Regions from separate parts of the Athene noctua genome. Here region 1 is linked to region 2. Evidence: chromatin contacts called from public Hi-C data. All regions are on one chromosome and are shown on one strand. The core of a region is the stretch at or near the end of the contact, and the rest is flanking DNA. Distances in the headings are between cores, read along the strand shown.

Region 1 (4,536 bases), core at 1,719-4,218, 140 kb before region 2:
TGTGAACTTCTAGATGTTAAGCTTTCTACCGAAGTATTTCAGGACTTTTTCTATGTCGTACTACGGATATGAAATCCTGAGAATTAAAAATCTTTGAACATTACTCCACAGTAATTGCTAACTTCACTATTTGTCTGAAGTCTGCAAGAAGATAGAGATCTTGGTCCAAAACAAGAATACTCCTGTGTAGGGCTTCACAACCAACGTGCTCAAGATGAAGTAAAATTTTAATTAAATGAGCAAACTTTGCCTGCACTTTCAAATGAAATCTTTGAACTGCCACATCTAACTACATGTTAGTTACAGTGTACACATGCCTTAGAATGCAAGAGTTTATCTTACTCTTCAGTGGAAAATAAGTGACTAGAATTACACATGAGAGGCTCTGCACTGTGTTTGTCCTTGGACTAAAAACAAGTTGTGGGAGCACAGCCCTCTACCTTTTCATTCTTATTCCTACTTCATGACCTGTTGTATAAAAATTTCTAGGTAAAGATGGTGCAACTTCATGAAAAAGTTGTAATCACAAGATTACAAGAAAACATTATGACATTGTAGGTCACACGAATGATGCACATAAAATACTGCTTTTCAGTAATAAGAAAATAATACTTGAAAATAAACGTCAAAACCCAGGAAGTTCTGAGACTTAGTTGAAATTTCTAGAATGTAACACCCATAATACTACAGTTATGCCCAAAGAGAAGCCTGCTTAACATCTGCCTAGCTTTATGCTCAGGTAATAAAAAAACCTCAGCAAAGGTCACTTTAAATTTGTTTGTTGCATCATTTTTACTAACTTACATTCTTTTTCTATTTAAAGACAGCCCATATAGGTTTTTGATACATACTTTCTTTTTTTTTAGTTACAGTATAATCGTCTAGGATTTGGTTTTGATTTATTGTATTAATACAAGAACATTAAAAATAAGGAATCTACACCAAACTCATTGTTTATATTAGTCATTTGATTTGGGAAACAAAGTACCTAATATAATAAATGTAAGGATAGAAAAACCAGATTTGTTAAAGGTACAATACTTCTGACAGTACATATTATTTTATTGACAACAAGTAAGAGCTGATAGCTAGTCTGAGTACTTCAGCTCTAAGGCAAATCTAAATGGCCACTGAAGTTTGGATTAGGAAATAGATTAAACGCTTGGTGTTGGCTTTATTTGTTTATTAAATCAGTACAACCTTGTTAAAACTGAATCACGTATCCCACTCTTAAGGTCACCTGCCTGTTGTGAATGCCCCAATCCACCCATCCTTAAGCCTGGAGAGAATCATTTTATCTAAACCTGGACTCAAAGCCAGATTTAAACACCTTGTCTGGCAGCAGCCTTCTAGATTTCCAAATCAGTGTGTGAGATCTCCTAAGTGTTCCTGGCAACTCTCAGTCATTTTCACTATAACCCTTCTGAGCTGGTTTTACAGAAGCTATGGACATTCAAGGATTTAACTCCCCTAAGACAACAGTGCAGGGAGACAAGGAACACAGGAGTACGAGAGCAGTTTCCTACTCATATGCTGTTACGCCAGAGGTACCCGAAAGCTCCTCAGTCTTTATATGTTTTCCTGCCACACCTTGCACATCTGGAATTTGGTATACTTCACCATAATCCTACTTACTTATTCCCTTCCCACCCCTCGCCCTCCTGCATCTCTCCTGTGTGACTGGCAGGCCACACCAGCGCCTCTGCTGTGCCCTGTAAGGCCCCTGTCACACACACGCAGCCCCTGTGGAGAAACCCATCCTTCCATGCAGACTGGTCCCAGTTGCCCGCCTTTGATCTGTCCTACAGAAAATTCAGTAAGAGGTTTTCAAAACTGAGAAGAATGATAATTTTAGCTCGTTCAGGTAACCAAGAATAGGCAGCTGAAGACCCTAAATTAGTCTTCATCAGTTAGTAGTCATCTTTCAGTTGTCACGCACCTTCTCTGCACAGGGCAGGCATCTGGAAAACACTTTGTAGCCACCCATGCTTCAGACATGCAGGGCACATAATGCAGATTCAAAACAGACATATATATCCCACTTTGCTACTGACTTTCCAGACATACCCTGTCTCTTAGAAATATGAGAGAATATTAAATTATAAAGACATTTTGCATGGAAGGATTTCCTGCATTGGCTGGCAAGGGCTCCTTCGGTCTGCGTACTCAAGTTTCTCCTGAAGGTCTGTAACTAAATTAATGCTTGAAAAACTCATTTGCCAACAACAAGGAAGAAGAATTTGGACATCGATGCGTGGATGCTGCTCTTGCTGCCCGTCTGCCCGAAGGAGGGCTTACTTGCTCCTGCCCGCCACAGCCCTCTCCGTGCCACCCCACACTCCGTTTCCCCCCATTTTCTTGTGTCTCACGCCCGCTCAGGCCTCACGCCCGTCATCGGCTGCCCGAGGGACGGGGCAGACGAGCCCGCGCGGCCATGAGCGGCCCAGCTCCGTGAGGAAGCACAAACATGCCTCTCCCCCTCCCGCACACGGCGCTGCCGCCCTGCAGCCGGCAACCCCGGCAGCCGGCCCCACGCCGCCCAGGCCTCGGCCTCAGGGCCGGCCGCTGCCCCCCGCCGCCCAGGAGCAGAGCCCCACGGGGTCGGGGCCCGGCCGGAGAGGGGCCCTCAGGGCCACGGCCCGGCCGCTCCGGCGGTTTTGGCGCCAAGGGGGAGGCAGCGCTGCGGCGGCCGTGCCCGGTACTGCCCGCCGCCGCCGCCCTGCGCGGGGCTCGGCGGGACAGGAGACTTACTGGCCGGCCTCGCCCCTGCCCCGCGGCTGGGGCTGGGGGATCCTGGCTGGGCGGCGCTGCGGGCCCGGCCCCAGGCCCGAGGGCGGGCGAGCGGGCAGGGGGAGGGGGGCGGCGCGGAGCCTCCTCCCGGGCTGTCCTTCCCCGGCCGGACGGAGAGCGGCACTGTGTCCCCGCGGCGCACGCTCCGCCGGAGCCTCCCCCTCTCCCCAGCCGCCGCCGCCGCCGCTGCCGCCACCGAGCAACCTCCCCCTCCCCCCACCCCTCCCCGAGCAGGAGCCGCCGCCGCACCGCGGAGCAGGGAGGCGGCGGGAGCAGCCAGGGCAGCGGCCGGCGGGGGTGGCGGCGGAGCGGCGAGGACCACCCGGCACGGAGGCTACTCAATGCTGCACCTTCCGGAGCTGCATGAGGTAAAGGCGGCTCCGGGTCCCGCTTCCCTCCGTCCCCGCTGCCCCCCTCCTCGTCGCCCGCGGCCGGCGGGGGCGTGTGCGCGGAGCCGGGGGGTGGGGGGGGCTCTTTGTGGGCCCGGCCGGGTGCGGGGCGGCGGGGCGAGGAGGGGCTGCGGGGCGAGGGGCTGAGGGGGCATGAAGTTGCAGGAACAAATAGAAAGTGGAGAGTGGCCTGGCCCCCTCCCCGGGGGGGGCTCCCGCCGCCGCGGGGGGGCCGGGCGGGGGGCTCGGCGCCGGGCGGGGGGGCCGGCGGGGGTGTTTTGTTTGTGCTCGCCGCCGCCTCCCTGCCTCCCTCCCTCCCTCCCCCTCTCCTGTTGGTTTCTCTGCCTCCTGATAGTTTTGAGGCCTAACTGTTTAGGCCTCGTCTCCCGGCTCCGGGGCCGGTGTGCCGGCTCCGAGCCCCCGCCGGGGCCGGGAATTGCACCTCCCGGCCCCTCCCTGGGGTCGTAACGAGCCCGCGGCCCCGGGGCATCCTTCGATCGAGCCCAAAATTTCATTGTAAAATCGTCGGCTCCGAACTAACAGTGTTGGGCTGGAGCAGCCCCGCAATGAAAGGAGGCGCCGGAGGGGAATGGAGGGGCCGGAGTTGCGGGGAGCGGCGGCGGCGCCGGGCCGGGCCGCGCTCCAGCGCCGCCCGGGGCGGGGGGATGCGGCGGGGGCGGCGGCGGGGGGCGCAGCCGGCGGGGTGCTGACCGGGGCCTTCGGCGAATTGAGGGTGAGAAATGGAAAAAGAGGGTTAGAAAGTCGTTTCCATTCTGCTGAACTTTTGTTTTCTGACCGATAGAGGCCGGTAGAGGACTGTGGAGAAGGAAAGTTTATAACCAGCAGCACCAGGATGGACTTCCCTGCTACCCAGCCAAAACCTGCTGCCGACGGAAAAATCATCTACTATCCTCCTGGAGTGAAGGAGATTACGGACAAAATTACCAACGATGAGGTGGTTAAACGGTTAAAGGTGAGCGATCCTGACCACTACCCCCTTCCCTGCAACTTTTGCTTCTTAAGGTGGTAAACGTTTCATCACTGGAAAGGAGAACTGCTGGAGTTCCCTTGTCATTGTTGAAATGTCTCCTTGCCTGCGGACCTTTACGGGAATAGCACTTCTTTGCTTTTCCTTAAAAGAGGAGTAATTTTTCTAATTTGTGAATGTACTCTCAGAGTTCTGTCTGAGCCAGATTTGATATATTAAGCTGCTAATTTGTATGTGAAATCCACAGTTTTTTGGGAGAGGTGTGAAGGGGAATCATAAGTAATAATTACAGGAGATGTTACTGAAAATTTTTGGTGAAAAGGTGGAAGGTTTCTGTTGGTTCCAGCACTTTGAGCAAGCATAGTTGAG
Region 2 (4,010 bases), core at 1,438-3,937:
CAAGAATGCATAGATCCTTATCCACAGCAAGGATGAACACACTTTTCATAATTCTTTCTTCACTGATATTCAGAAGTTAAATTTGGCGCTTCCAATACATACTTTAAATACAGAAGGAATTAATTGCCATTCAGCTGATCCCTTTTAAAAACATTTCTGGTTCCACCACTCTATTTCAGCTCAAAAGTGAGTACTAGAAAACAGAGAACAAACTTCCTATGTAGGCATTCCAGGTGTGCCTGCCCCCTCCCCCAGCCATTTCTGCTCAGTAGCATCTGTAAGGAAACAGGGGGGCTGCTCTTCATGTTCAGGTGTAGCTCAAAGCATCAAATCAAGAATAATTTAAGTGTAGATCATGTGAGCCACTTTACCTTCAGAGAGGGACTTAAAACTTTTAAATAACAAATTCAGCATCACCCTTCATGAAAAAGGGGGAGTTTTTTTAAAGAAACAAGATTTAATAATCATTTTAGTCCACAACTTGCATAAACCCCCCATTTTTTTCCTCTGTAATTTGTAGTATTTAGTTATACCTCCACTCACTATGTCACTCCATATGCTTTCATTCTCAATGGTGCTGACACCACAGTTTGACTGCCTTTCAACGTACAAACACTGACAAAAAAACTTTTGCTTGCAACTTACACAACCATTGAGTAATGCTGAAATTCTGCATTCAAGACAGGGGAGTTAGTATATTCTGTAAACAGCAACTTTATACACACTGCTATATCAGTATAACATCCATATGTAGCTTGCTAATGGCAGGAAAAATAAGAAATAAACTCATGTATTTTAATTTTAAAATACCATAATTTTAGTTTCATAAGAACAGTGGTCTGATTTCTTGGAAGCTTTAGGCAGCTTATAGGCTATTTCATAAAACTATTTTTTCCAACATTCTGTACTGAGCCTTTCAATGCCTAGACTAAACAAACAGGAATAGTGAAAAATGTGCTCACTAGATCCAACCTTTACAGTAAGAAAATTTAGCATGAATCTCCCCCAAAACCTATGTAAATTAAGGCATTTTTTTCTACATTAAGAAAAGGAAAAGGGTCTTGAAGCCTTCAGACAACATTTTCAAATAAAGACTTCTTTGTTCCCATAGTATCAGCTGGTTATATGGGGTACAAGGTCTAGATTTTCTAGCTTTGGTATAAAGGTATCCACCTAGAAATTTCTCTTAGTTTACATGCAATTCTGTATTCACTGTGCAATATCTTGGTGAAATCAGCCCAGGCTCTAAAGGCAGCTGTAATACAAGGTCCCTACATTTTTCTAGGGGCTAGTTCAAGCTGCATAGCAACAATGCTGTTAGCACACACTTAAAGTACCTCAACTACAGCTACCTAAACACGTCTTCCTTAAGTCATTAGTATCTTCCAAAAATTATCCTCTCGATTTTTCCTCTGTGATTATGTCCAGATTTCTAAAACACGAGCTTTAAGAGTTACATTTTCACATTAACATTTCACAAGCATCTAACCTGCAACAACATCCCAAGTAGGACAATGACGACACAACTATTAAAACCTAAGTGGCTGACGTCCACCAACTCAGATACAGGAAAAGCTGTGTTGATGCAAATGCTGCTATATATTTCCCCAAACTGATCAGAACTTTAATGTCCCCCTGTAAGTAGTCAGCCTCTCTTCTTGACCACATACCTCTGAGCATACTGTTCGGGTAACGAGGTAACATGACTGAAATGAGTAAGGCTTTATAAGCATCCACCTGAAAGTGAGTAAGCCTGCAGCGGGATAAACGAAGTTCTGCATTAAAGTAACCTAAATAAATAGGGATTTACTTGCAACCCTTCGAAAAACATAAATTAAAGCCATACTCTGCAGCCTCGGGCACGGCTGGCCAGAGGGGCGAGTTGAAGGGGATGTGCGAGATCACGTACCCTCCACCCCGGCCTCCCCAATCCGCTTCATCACCCCCGGCCCGCACGGACAAGCCTCTCCCCGGCAGAGAGGCGCGTGGGCCCGGCCGCGTGCGGACGGGGGGGGGGCGGGAGGGCGCGAGCCGGGGGCGCCCCGCGCCGGGCAGGGTAGGGCAGGCCCCGCCCCGCAGCCGCCGGCCTGGTAGCGCGCGCTCCCGGGCATCGGCCGCCCGCCGCGGGGACCCTCGCCGCGGGCCGGCCAGCCTGCCGGCCTCCTCGGGCCGTGCCCGCCGCCGCCGCCACTTCCTGGGCCCGGCCCGCCTGCCCCACTCCCCCATCCCCCATCCCCCGCTGGGCCGCCGGCGGCTCCCACTGCCCGCTGGGGGAGGGGCTCCGCGGCCCCCTCCTCCCCTCCCCCGGCGGCCGGCGGGTCCCGTCTCCCCGGGAATCGCCATTCCCCTCCCCGAGGCCGTGGGACGGGCCCACCCCCAGCGCGGGGAGGTGGGGCCGAGGGGGAAGCGGGGCCCCCGCGCAGGCCGGCGGGGCGCCCGCTCCTTCCCCCGCTGCCCACACTCACAGAGAGACACACACACACACACACACGGGGAAGGGTGGCGGCGGCACGCGGGGGAGAGGCTCTGACCTCCTCGCTCTTCAGCACCTCCTTGAACTCCCGCTTGATCCTCTGCACCGCGATGTTAGCCATCTCCGCAGCGAGCACCCACCCGCCGCTGCCTCCGAGCCGGGCCCAGCGAGCTCCGCCGCCGCTCTCGCTGGATAACTCCCGGCCCCACCAAAATGGCGCCCGCGCCGAGCATGCGCGGTAGGGCAGCCGGCTTTGCCGCCGCCGCTCAGGAGGGGCCGCCGTGTGCGCCGAGCGGAGCGGGCACCGGGGCTCCCCGACGGTGGGGGTCGAGGGCTGGACGGCGGCAGCAGGTGCTCTCGGCCTCCACCTCTCCGCTGCCCCGAGGGAAGGATGCCGCCGTCTCCTCAGGAGGCGCGGGGGTTTCGCCCCGGGAGACGCCTGTCTGCCGGCCGGCCGCCGCTCACCCTGTCATGGGCCGGGCGGGTTCCCGGCGACAGCGTGGGGACAGACGTCTGCCTGCAGAACCCGGCCGCCACACCCCGCCGCTGGCGGGCCCCGGGGCAGAGTTAAGGCGGTTGTGTTGTCATGGCTCCCGCCGCGGGCAGCGCTGCCCTCCGAGCCTCCCCGGCCCGGCCTTGTGTCCGCAGCGCGCAGCAGAGGGGAGCCCTGAGGCGCGGGGCCGGAAAAGGGTGTGAAGGAGTGCTCTGGGGAGGGCTGGGCCGGGGGGGGCCCGAGGTAGCAGAGGAAAAGTCTGAGGTGTCCCTGAGGAAACAGCTGGCTCAAGAAGCAGCTGACATGTCTTCTGGTGAGGTTCTTGAGCAAAAATTAGCGGGTGGGGTGGTTTCACATGCCTTCAGAATCTGCTCAACCTGCCCATACAGCAGTTCCAATCTATTTTTTTACCCCTTATGCTCGCTGGAAAAAGCTGCAGTTCCGTACACATCTTTCTCCTGGCCCAGCTCCTTGCCCTCTTCCCACTCTCACCCTTCCCTTGGAGATGTGCACATAGGACAGGGGAATTTGCAGGCCCAGGAGCAGGCAACTCTGAGGAGGCAGTACAGGGTACTGTTTCTTTTTATGGATTCTGCTACAAGATTTTAAAAGAGTTTAAAAGGTGAACTTCAGTTCTGGCTAATGGACTGTTACATTTTATTGCAGAAGCAAACACGACAAAACAGAGATATTCCTCTGTCTAGAAAACTGAAATAGAACACCAGTTACCATTCCTGCTAGCCTGAGGTGTGCAAAATGCAGTATGGTATGGGAGAGTGCAGAGGTTGCATTTACAACTGTTGTTTATTCAGGAACTAGAGCCTTTCAAGATGTTAAGGTCTACAGAAAAGATTTTATAGTGCCTCCTCTTAATGGTGCAGTGCAGGACAATGTACAACATTATCTCAACAAATGTCTATTTCTGGTATGGCTGTCAGCTGCAAGTGCTATCTATTTATCTCCATTAGTATACACAACATTTTGACTATTACATACACAGTAAAGAGGCCCAGCCAATGAAAAATCTGGCAACTATATACAGAT

What was found. A called contact is a pair of places that touch in the nucleus more often than the background predicts.
Region 1: a contact with region 2 is called in a Hi-C map of heart, with 2.8 times the contacts expected there. The contact joins the promoter of PDS5A here to the promoter of UBE2K in region 2. A contact is called at or near these places in 2 of 2 Hi-C or Micro-C datasets (heart and liver).

Annotation. Positions count from the first base shown.
Region 1 is chr4:26,538,352-26,542,887 of bAthNoc1.hap1.1, reverse strand. It overlaps PDS5A (PDS5 cohesin associated factor A), which reads left to right and starts at 2,968. Exons shown (of 33, transcript XM_074904687.1): 1 at 2,968-3,158; 2 at 3,982-4,152. The coding sequence starts at 3,132. It overlaps LOC141959615 (a long non-coding RNA gene), which reads right to left and starts at 2,887. Exons shown (of 7, transcript XR_012633478.1): 1 at 2,752-2,887.
Region 2 is chr4:26,397,927-26,401,936 of bAthNoc1.hap1.1, reverse strand. UBE2K (ubiquitin conjugating enzyme E2 K) reads right to left here and starts at 2,687. Exons shown (of 5, transcript XM_074904683.1): 1 at 2,532-2,687. The coding sequence starts at 2,594.